Regions from separate parts of the Sus scrofa genome. Here region 1 is linked to region 2. Evidence: chromatin contacts called from public Hi-C data. All regions are on one chromosome and are shown on one strand. The core of a region is the stretch at or near the end of the contact, and the rest is flanking DNA. Distances in the headings are between cores, read along the strand shown. Region 1 has its middle 80 kb from the start of KIAA1456. Region 2 overlaps DLC1 (rho GTPase-activating protein 7).

What was found. Hi-C and Micro-C count contacts between places; a contact is called where the count stands out from the background.
Region 1: a Hi-C map of retroperitoneal adipose tissue shows a contact between it and region 2, with 2.3 times the contacts expected there. The contact joins two enhancer-like sites. A contact is called at or near these places in 15 of 47 Hi-C or Micro-C datasets (alveolar macrophages, embryonic fibroblasts, epiblast stem cells and 9 more) and 1 of 2 datasets of contacts at active chromatin or transcription factors (skeletal muscle).

The regions. Positions count from the first base shown.
Region 1 is chr17:1,137,097-1,142,917 of Sscrofa11.1, forward strand. No RefSeq gene overlaps it. Among named protein-coding and RNA genes, the nearest start is that of KIAA1456, 80 kb to the left of the region's middle. Within about 2 kb of position 1,510, at least 23 of the 83 cell types and tissues checked have an H3K27ac peak or open chromatin away from gene starts, as enhancers often do. A contact at or near this core is called in retroperitoneal adipose tissue, where this site is marked.
Region 2 is chr17:1,420,214-1,425,674 of Sscrofa11.1, forward strand. All of the region lies in intron 4 of DLC1 (rho GTPase-activating protein 7), which reads right to left. Among named protein-coding and RNA genes, the nearest start is that of C17H8orf48, 190 kb to the right of the region's middle. Within about 2 kb of position 2,803, at least 10 of the 83 cell types and tissues checked have an H3K27ac peak or open chromatin away from gene starts, as enhancers often do. A contact at or near this core is called in retroperitoneal adipose tissue, where this site is marked.

The DNA of each region.
Region 1 (5,821 bases), core at 260-2,759, 280 kb before region 2:
ATGAGCTCATGAAAATAGTTTTGACCTTACAGACTCCCTGAATGGGTTTTAGAGACATGCCCTCCCCCAGGCTCTGAGGACCACACTTTGAGAACCTCTGCTCTAGCCCCCCTCCCACACCTTGATGCTTCTCTTTCCTCGGCCCTTCAGCCCCCGTGACCTGTGGCTGCTCTGAGTTCCCCTCTGGCAGCGCTCAATGGGATATCTAACTTCTCCAAAGTCTCTGGTTTACAGTTGACTCTATCTTCTATCCTCAACAACAATTAAAATGACTGTGTACCTATTACACACCAAACACTGTTCTAAACACTAAACACCCCGTCATCAATAAGACAAGCAAAGTCCTTGCCTCCATTATCCTAATGTTTTAGAGGGAGAAGAAGATACAATAAACTTGCAAATAAATATACAAGGTAGTTTCCAAGTCCTGTGATAACCATAAAAAAAAAAAATAGACTGATGTGACAGAGAGAGACAGGTGGACAGTCTGAGATGGCCTCCAAATGAGAAGGGTCACATTTGTGCACCCAGTGTGACTACTGGTAATTCATGGGCAGACGTGGGGAAAGATGAGGTTTCCAGTAGCCTGGCTGGGGAAAAACTGGAATATCGCCTGGAAAGCTGGGAGGAAAAGGAGGGGAGAACCCATGGTTCTTTGTACTTGAAAGAAGGGCTACCTTACTCCTTCTGGGGAGGGTGGCAGCTCCCAGTCCTGCAGGGGGAAAAGCAAAGGGGAAATGACCTTCTAAGAGGAGAGGCTGGGAACTGGACAAGAAGCCACTCTGCTCCCCGAGGGCCGACGTGGGGCTGCTGATGTACTAGATGCCACCTGGTCTGCCTGGAGGCTGGTGGGAGAAGCGACAAGGAGGAAAGTGGAATTATTTCTGATACGACATTGACATCACCCTGGTTGCAATACCCCGCTCACAAGAGCTGGCTGTCGCTTCTGCTTCAGAGTATTACAGGGCCACTTCTAGAATACACTAATGTTTTCCCTCCAAAACAGCACCGAAATTAGGGATTTAGGGCAAGGATAAGCATATAAAAATAAAAAACAAAGAAATCACATCTAACTTGAAAGAATGGCTTAGAGGGTCCATTGGGGAAAAGCACTTTGCCATGCGGAAAGTTATGCCACGCCCTTGAGAAAGTGTCTCTAGAATTAATTCTTGCCTGGCTTTCTCCTCCCCTTCACCCCAGCAGGATGGTTCATGCTGAAGGAATGTGTCCTCTGCAGTGGGGGCTGTGTCTCTCAGGAAGTTTCTGGTGTTTTCTTCATCGGAGCTCCTCTCTCAGTCCTGGGATTGGTCTCTTCCTGCCTTGAGCCCAGCTTTTCACACCTCTCCCCCACCTGCCCCCCACCCCCGTGTTCCACCTCCTTTGACTCAGTGCTCCTTCCTCCAGGAGCCACAATTTTGTTTCACAAGTTTCATTCTTTTCCCATAAGCGTGAGTTACTGTAACCCCCAAAAGGTATATTTTCTCTTCCCCGGGTCATTTGTCTTTAGCCACTTCCTGTTTTTCAGAAGGGACACTCTGCAGAGGCCCCAGTCTCTCTGCAGGACACTGCACTTTATTCAGATGGTGTATCTGTGACTTGAAATGTGAAAAACTTCCCTGCTCTAGAAATGCTCATCCAAGGGCACCCACATGAGCCCTTCTACCCATTAAATTATAGACAATTCTCCCTTCCTAGGAAATCATAAGACTCTAGAGGGCAGGGATGATGGTTGACCATGATTATCCCTGCAACCCTTGTGGACTGGTGCTGAGGCTTTTATGGTGAGGAGCTTAGAAAATGTGCTTTGCTCTGTTAATCAGCCTTCTTTGTGCTACTCCCAGATGGGGCTGGGAGGGGCAGTGGATAAAGGCAGTGGGAGGGGAGGTCTTTCTCTAATCTCTGTTCCAGGGGCAACAGAACTTCTGCTGTAACCACCCCGCTTCCCGTTCCCTAATCATGTCACTTATCACATGGTCCCCTCTTGGGGTGGCCCCCAGATGTTTCAAGCCCAAGTTTATACACCACATTTAGCAGCCTTCAGGGTCTCTCACCAGCATCTTAAGACTTAGATACATAAGAGGCTTTAGCTTATGTTTCCTGGCTTCCACATCCTTGTCCACATCCTTGTGTCCTGACCACTGCATTTCATCATCACTGCTCCATCTTCCTTGCTGAACTCTGACCTGTGTCTCAGCTACATTCTGTCTTCTGAAAATAGACCACCACATAAATGTTAAGAAGTTGGTCCTACATTCCTATCCAGGGACAGTCTTCACATTTCAAAATCCTGTGAATCACAGCGAGCTTTCACTTGGCGCCCTGGGGAACATGCAGCAGAGGAACAGCACATTTTAATACGGAAAAGGCAAGTCAGAGTCACAAGGGAGCCAGTAGGTTTTCACAGCTGCCTAACCCAGTTCTGTGCCACCAGCATGCACTCTAAATAATGCATGAGTCATCAGCCTTGCCTGCCTATTGACAGGGTTAGGTTGGGGGTAGGTGAAAGCCATGAGGGGGCGGGTGGTGGCCAAGGGAAGCTAGCAGGAAATGAGAGAGAAAAAAGCAAAACAGAAGAAGAGGTATCCACTTTTTCTGTGTCCCTTCTTCTGAAAACCATACACGTTATAGTAAATTCACATTCTGCAAAGTGAATCTAGGAAGGGTACATCCTAGCTGGTCACTTTATCCCTATTCATCTTAGATTCTTAGCTTCAGATCCATATTCAATCCATACTTCCAGCTTTTCAGTTTCTGCAAACATCTGATTCACCTCTCAGCTTCTTTCAAAGGAGCTTGCTTTCTGTCTCACTGAGTCCGCTCAATCCCTTACTTGGAGTGTCTCCTTATAGCCATTGAGAACCCTATGAAATCACTGGCTCCATTACCCCCTGACTGAAGCAATAGCCAGTTACAGGCCTGGAGAGACCTATGCTCAAAGATCTGATCAAAAACATGTTCTTGCATAAAATCAATATTAAAAACCAAAACCAGATATGATACCATATGATCCAGCAACCCCACTCCTAGGCATGTATCCAGAAAAAAATAAAAACTCTAATTAGAAAAGATACATGCACCCCAATGTTCATAGCAGCATTATTTACAACAGCTAAGACTCAGAAATAACCTAAGTGTCCACTGACAGAGGAATGGATAAATAAGCTATGGTGTATATATATACAATGGAATACTACTCAGCCATAAAAAAGAATGAAATAATGCCATTTGCAGCAACATGGATGGACCTAGAGATGATCACACTAAATGAAGTAAGTTAAACAGAGAAAGGTAAATATGATATTATTTTATTTATGAAATCTAAAAAAAAAGAGAGACAAATGAACTTATTTACAAAACAGAAACAGACTCACAGACATAGAAAACAATCTTATGGTTACCAAAGGACAGTGGGGGGAGGGATAAGTAGGATTTGGGAATAACAGATACATACTATTACATATAAAATAAATAACAATGACCTACTGCATAGCACAGGTAGCTAGCTATATTCGATAGCTTGTAATAACCTATAACGGAAAAGAATCTGAAAAAGAATATATACATATGTAATTGAATCACTTTGCTGTACACCTGAAACTAACACAACATTATAAATCAACTATCCTTGAATTAAAACCTTTCTAAATTGATATTAAGTGAAGAAAATCAAAGTTATGGTTTTTGCCTAAATCTTAACTGTCAAAATATTCTCCTTCAACTTTTTCACTGAATTTTTTCAGTGTAATTAAGCTCAAGGAGAAGAGAACTAAAAGGGGCTAAAATCCTAACCCATGTAGAATTTCCATTATGTAATATCAGCTCATTTATTTTTAGATGACAATTTATCCTGTTTTGTAACCTTCCACCCAAGGCCTCCATGGAACGTAGCAAGCACTGATAATGTTCAATTTTAAAATGCTGAGCATTCACATTTTGGCTTTTTTTTTTTTTTTTTTTTTTTGGCTCTGCACAGCCACAGCATGAAGCTAAAGCAAGCACACTCCGCCAGTAGCTATTAAGGAAGAGGAAACACCTCAGCTTAATTCCTGGAATACAGAGCTTGAGCGTGAGGGAAATCACATGGACTCAACACACACCTGACATTCACACGGCGGGGACAACAGATAGAGCAATGGCTTCAGCCTTAGCTGCCTAGGCTGGGGGAAGATATTTCCCATAGAAGAGGACCAGTATGGCACAGTGGAAGGACTCACTCACAGGTATTCTGCTGGATTTAATTCTGGTTTTGGTTCATCACGCCAAAAACTGAATGTGTGCGGAAAAGCGCTCATTTCCCAACCAGGCTATGAATTACATGGCTGTGAAGAGAACAACTTCTGCAGTATAGCCTGGTAGGTGGCCAGCAAGTCAGCATTAAGGTTCCCAGAAGCGGAGTTCCTGTCGTGGCGCAGTGGTTAACGAATCCGACTAGGAACCATGAGGTTGCCAGTTCGGTCCCTGCCCTTGCTCAGTGGGTTAACGATCTGGCGTTGCCGTGACCTGTGGTGTAGGTTGCAGACGTGGCTCGGATCCCGCATTGCTGTGGCTCTGGCATAGGCCGGCGGCTACAGCTCCGATTCGACCCCTAGCCTGGGAACCTCCATATCGGCCCAAAGAAATAGCAAAAAAAAGACAAAAAAAAAAAAGGTTCCCAGAAGCCACGTGTTAACCACCTGCCCACTCCCCACCAACCTCGTCCCACAGTGTATTAGGCAGGGTTCTCCAGAGAAACAGACTCAATAAGACGCATCAGGACAGATTTTCTTTTTCCCTGGTCTTTTTAGGGCCACACCCTCAGCACATGGTGGTTCCCAGGTTAGGGGCTGAATCGGAGCTGTAGCTGCCGGCCACAGCCACAGCAACACAGGATCCGAGCCATGTCTGTGACCTACACCACAGCTCATGGCAACACTATATCATTAAGCCACTGAGGGATCAAACCTCACAGATGCTAGTCAGATTCGTTTCCGCTGAGCCAGGACAGGAACTCCAAGAGGGATTTATTTTGAAGACTCTGCTCACAAAACTGTGGGAGCTGGCAAGTTCACACTCTGTAGGGCAGGCCAGCAGGCTGGAAATTCCAACAAGAACTGATGTTGCCACTGGAGGCAGAATTCCTTCCTCTTCAGTGAAATGCAGTCTTTCCCCTTAACGGCTTTAATTGATTTGACAAGGCCCACTCACACAGGGAGGGCAATCTGCTTTACTCCAAGTCTATTAATTTACATGTTACCACATCGAAAAAATATTTTTATAGCGACATATAGACTAACGTTTGACTAAACAGTTGGGCACCAGAGTCTACCCAAATTGACACATAAATGAACCATGACACACAGCAAGTGCTCCACAAATTGATTTGAGCACATAGAAAACCCCAGACAAAACATCCCTAAGGTGCTATTTCTTCGGCTGAACAATGGAGGCTGAGACTCCATCCCTCCAGTTCGGTAGCCCACAAGCAAACATTTAAGTCCTGAGAGTATGGATAATCTGTGGGCTCTGGTCTCCCCAAATGAGCTGACAAATTTTATTTATTTATTATTTATTTATTTATGTTTTTTAGGGCTGCACCCGTGGCACATGGAGCGTCTCAGGCTAGGGGTCGAATCAGAACTGTAGCTGCTGTGCCTGCACCACAGGCACAGCAACGCGGGATCCAAGTCATGTCTGTGACCAACACCAACGCCGGATCCTTAACCCACTGATCCAGGCCAGGGATTGAACCTGTGTCCTCATGGATACTAGCCGGATTCGTTACCACTGAGCCATGACAGGAACGCCCAAGCTCACGAGTTTTAAACAGATGAGAACACCATCA
Region 2 (5,461 bases), core at 1,553-4,052:
TGAACTATAAAGAACAAAGCTGTGTGCGTTTGTGGTATTTGCTTGACTTGGCTAAAGGAAACTAGGTACAAAGGTACGTGCTCACTTAACTCTTTCTGTGCTCTAAGTTCTCTGAAATTTGAAAGAAATTCCTACAGTTTGTTAATTATGAATTGAGTGTTAGCAGGGAGAAGCGTGTGTGTGTGTGTGTGTGTGTGTGTGTGTGTGTGTTTATGTGTGCGTGTGTGTGCATGTGTGTATTTTGCTCACAAACTTGCTTTTATATCCTCCCTTTCCCCTGAGATCTCTCCTTTCAGAACTTGGATAATATAGGGCTAGACTCCAGCTTCAGAGAAAAGAAGAGCTCAGGGGAAGCCAGAAAACACTAATAAAGTGGTTTCTGATTAGATTTTCAGATGACTCCTTGAACTTTGTGTGGGACGCCAGCCCACCAGCTTTATCTTCAGATTTGTTCCCCCCAGCTTGCTTCCCTCCTCACAAGGCGAACATTGTTTTCCCGTTTCCAGGTCTCTGGGTAATGCCATTCCTAGCTCCCCTTGTGTTTGGTGGCCCTAAGTACTGGCACAGAAGTCTCTAGGCTTATGTAGATTCCCTTTGTGGAATAGGGTTACGTGATTTTTAAATTTATCGCATACTAAAGACTTCTTTCTAAACCTTTCAAATATCAATCGAAACTAAACATCTTTCCCCTAATTAAATAAAAAATACATATTTTAAGAACATGTGTCTCATATTTCTAATTCATTGGCCTATAAACCATCAAAACAGTAAGAACTAATTGTTGTCAAAGAATCTCTTTTGAGTCTCTTAAAAGGCAATTGAAAAGTTTCCCCCTCCTATTTAATTAACCTCATATTTTGCCAAGGATTAAACTTAGTATGCTTGAGATGGGATGATAAGCTGGTGCCCAAAGACTTTCAACACTTTCTTCAATTGGGACAAATGTCCTCCTGTTCTGATAATTAATTTACATTTAATCCAATCTGCATTCCATTAGTATAATGCTTAGCCATCCAATTCCATTTTTAATTTCCATTTCTCAACCTCTATCCTATTACTAGCTTTCACAGTAGGTCAAGAGAGAACCCTGTAGAAATACATTTGTTGACATAAATTGAGAAAAATTACTTTGAGTTAAACTGATTACCTCTGTCCTTTAGAATTAGAAGCACACTGGGTGTAGAATCCAATCAGTCCAGTGCCCTATGTGGCTTGCTGATACCCAAGGTTATGTGGGAGGAGCAGATCCATCCTTTTTTGTGGTCTGTTCTCCTTCGTTGTAGGAGAACTTAGTGGTCTCAGCTCCCCTTAAGACACTGATATTTCCGGGATTCTCTGGAAGGTCAGTGAATCTGTGCCTTTATCCTGTGGAATCAGCCTGCAAACACAAGGTGCCTTGGAGCACATCACATCCAAATGCAAAAGGTGCCACAGATTTCACTTTTGAGAATCCAGGAGTCTGCCTTCCTCAATTAACCTCCTACAACACTTTCATTGTACACCACTGAGCAAGCAGCCTCGAGACGGTGTTGCTTCTGGGTTTCCAGACATGTGTCATTTCCACTGCATATTTAGTAGCACATAACTGCCTGAAGTGGGGAGACGGGAATGTGAGGCATGTCTCACTGAGGAGGAGGGTTTTTATATTTCAAAAAAAAAAAAAAATCACTCAACTGCTAATGGAAACGTCAACCTCCCAGCCCTATTCTTAAAAATAAATAAATACAAGGAGTTCCTCATGTGAGAGGCACATTAGGGACACAAGATATTCATTTCCATGAAGTCACTCACAGCAGGCCTGTCTGGAAAAATGCTTTCATCTTCTGTGAAGGGAGGAGGAATTGTACCAGCAAGAAGGTTTAAAGACCAAAACTTTGAAGTGGAGGGTGAAATGGGAAAAGTGATCCTCCGGTCAGGTGAATTTGGGCCAAACCAGATTAATTTCTACATTTCAATTCAACATGGGCTGCATAGAGACTACAGAGTCATGATTTGTAAGGAGATGCCTCTCGGTCCTGTCCAGCAGTGGGCACACGGGGTTTCCTACAGTTTGGTATGTCCACCATGACCCTGGGTGCAGAGGGCAGCTGAAGAAGTAGGTGCTGCACCGCTGGAGCTGGACAGCTCTGCTTTGAGCTGCTTCGTGGATTGTTGTCTACTTAAATTCACTTACTGCACATTCACTGAGCATCTGCTATAAACTGCTGGTACTATGTCAAGTGTGATCAGGTGATAGTGATCAAGATAGATGTGGCCTTGGCCTCGTGAAGGCTGTAGGCTCTGCAAAGTTCCCTGTGGGCTGTTGGGAGGTATGAGTGTGAACACCATGAATGGGGTTCCAGCACGCTCATATTGAAGATGAATAAACTGAGGTCCTGACAGAATCCCCCAAAGGATTAACTGCAAAGTTGGGAAACAGAATCTGGATGCCGTGACTTAGACTTTAGTGTTATTCCTCCTACGTTCAGAGCTAGGACAGGAAGAAAAGGCATAAAAAAATCTTAGAAATCTGCTCAACTCTAGGGGATGTGAATTTCGGTCCATGACTACATCTTATCTCTATTTCTGTTCATTCAAGTGCTCTCTCAAGATAGAATCAAAGCTCTTCACCCATTCTTGGACATGGAGAAGATCAGATACATGGGCCTTTTTCCTTCCAGACTGGTGTCTCCAACTTGCATTTGATCAGAGGTCATCTGCCTGCTGTTCGTTTCAGAAGCTTTTGCCTCAGTCCTTCTCCATTCAAGCAGCCCTTTCTACACAGCCAGCTCTCTGTGGAAACCTTGGGGCTCTCTTGCATTCTTTGCTGCCCTGCATCACTTCCTTCCTTCCTTTCTTGTAGGCACTGGGAATACTTTCTCTCCAACCCCCATTCCTGCTGCTGTTCACTCTCCCAGCCATGACCTTTGCCTCTTTCCCTTTCCTCTCTCTGTTTCCCTTGAGGCTCTGTTGCTGTACTTTTATACTGCTGAAAACCAGGATGTGGTGGGATAGAATTCAATGTGTTTTCCTTTTGATTCTGAGCTTCTGCCTTGTTTTCTCAATGTCTGCTTAAAAGCCCTCACTCTTTCTTTTCTTTTGCTTTTTTAACGGCTGCACTGTGGCATATGGAAATTCCCAGGCCAGGGGTCTAATCAGAGCTGCAGCTGCCGGCCACAGCCACAGCCACAGCAATGCCGGATCGGAGCCATATCTGTGACCTGCACCACAGCTCATGGTAACACTGGATCCCCCACCACTGAGGTAGGCCAGAGATCAGACCTGCATCCCCTTGGATACAAGTTGGATCCTTAACTCATTGAGCCACAATGGGAACTCTTGCCCTCACTCTTTAAAATGCTGTGTTTCAACTTTAGTCCCGAGCACTGGTCCTGCCTGTGGTGCCTCTTTCCCCTTCGCATCTGTACATATCTTCAGTCCTGTCTCTGGCAAGGTGACATCTGATCAGGCTTTTACATGAAAAAGGGCAACTTACAGTGTTTATGATTCAGGATGTGGAATGTTCCTTACTCAGTCTGTCCAGACCTTGACCTCCTGAAACGCACGACTCAGAGAATTGTTGGCATTGATCTTATGCTGTCCTTAAAGATCCTGTAATACATTCATCTCCTGTTCTTGGCAGCTGCTTACAGGTTAGTCCCCATAGCTCAGTCCTCATTAGGGGCATGATACAGGATGGAAGGAATGGGAAAAGCAACTTCTACCTACCAAAGAGTGTCCCATGAATTATTTCTTTGTACAATGTTGTTTATTATAGTGCAAAAAACCCAAAACAGTGCCTGTTTATTTTTGAGAAGAGATTGTTTTCTTTATACAGTTCAGCACATGGAGCACATGGACTTTCCTGTACCCTTTGAAATCCTAAAATCAGAATCTCCACAATCTAATTAACATCCTTTGTGGAAGTGAAACATTCTATGGTTTATTTTTATCTTCTGTGTATTCCTTCATCTGAATTCAACTATTTGAGGATGAATTTGGTGCTTGGCCTACCTGCCAACACCAGTGCAAAGAAGACAGGACAGAATTGAGTTTTGAGAGATTTTTTGAGTTGCATTTGCAAAGGAGGATGATATGATATTATTAGGACAAGAGCTTGGGAAGGTTTTCAATTGGGAGAGTGATTTTATAGAAATAAACATATGTTGTCCTCTCGGCCCAATTAGCAATCATTTTGTGGGGTTTGAATTGTATCTGTGGCTTTAGGATGGTTTTCTGTTGAGTAAAGCTGATAAGTCCAGTCAAAGACCAAATCTTTGATCCTGGCCTCAAGTGAACATGGTGTTTCAAATGGCTGAATTTTTTTCCCAGTAACTCAGAGAGGAAGAGAGACTCAGAGCTGTTTTGTTGGGAGCAATGATAGAGAGTTTTCAAACAGATAAAGTACTGATCTCCACATCAGCAGTAAGCGATGAATGTCCCACAGTGATAAAGGGCCCTTAAACACCACATCATCTATGTCCTCAGGAAGTACATTTTCCATGACACCAAAGCCAAATTCACATGCTGTCCCTTTCTTTCTTCCCTTCCTAACTCCCCATATTTCTTGCCAGAGAGCCCTGACCCCTTCTCCTTCAAGATCAGGGCATCTCTGGCTGATTGAAGCATTGCCTTTATCCTTCATGTAGCAAAACAGTCATAAGGTCAAGTTCTTATTTGCTGCAGGGAAATCACAAAGGACCTGAGGACGAGATAGAGGGATATTACCCAACAAAAAAATACAAGACAATTTTTCCCAATATGGAAAAAAATTCTTTCAAAATATTAACGTTTACCAGTGGGGACACCTTCTATGCAAGCTATTCTTATGTGCGTACTGAGTAGATTCCTGGGAGATGGATCTGGACGGTCTGGTGTGAACTCAGGCTAAACAGCCCTCACAGAAGGGCAGGTGAGGGTTGGATATAAATGGCTCACAGTTTTTAGAACAAACAGATTCTTTTTCTGAGTAAAGATAAGCAGTACTTGTGTTAGTAAGGCTCCTTCTGCTCAACTCCTCTCCGACCGTGCTTAGAGAAAGGGGGCTTGCAGGGCAGGGCCGTGCTGGTTAAGACGGCCTTGATCACATTCACAGGTGTAGCCTGTGGTCTCAATGTCCAGAAAGTGGGCACCAGGTCTTCAACTTCCTTCCATCTCCCAGCCTGCTGTACATAGAGTAGACGTGTTGAATTTGTTTGAGCGTCAAATGGGTTCATTCTTTCTTTTCAATCTGTAGGTACAACTCCTTTCATAGCCTAATAAATTTTGTATTACTGACTTTAGCCAAAAAAAGATGATTTTTCTTACCGAAGTCAACAAAGACCTGCTTTTTCTGTTGTTGTTAATCAAATAGGCGATTTTTACTCTTTATATTATTTCCTTTATCTTATTTCCCTTTCTTAGGCATTGAAAATTATTGGCACTAATATACTTTACCATTATAAGCATCATCTAGGTATCATCATCTTCCTAGTTGCTCCAT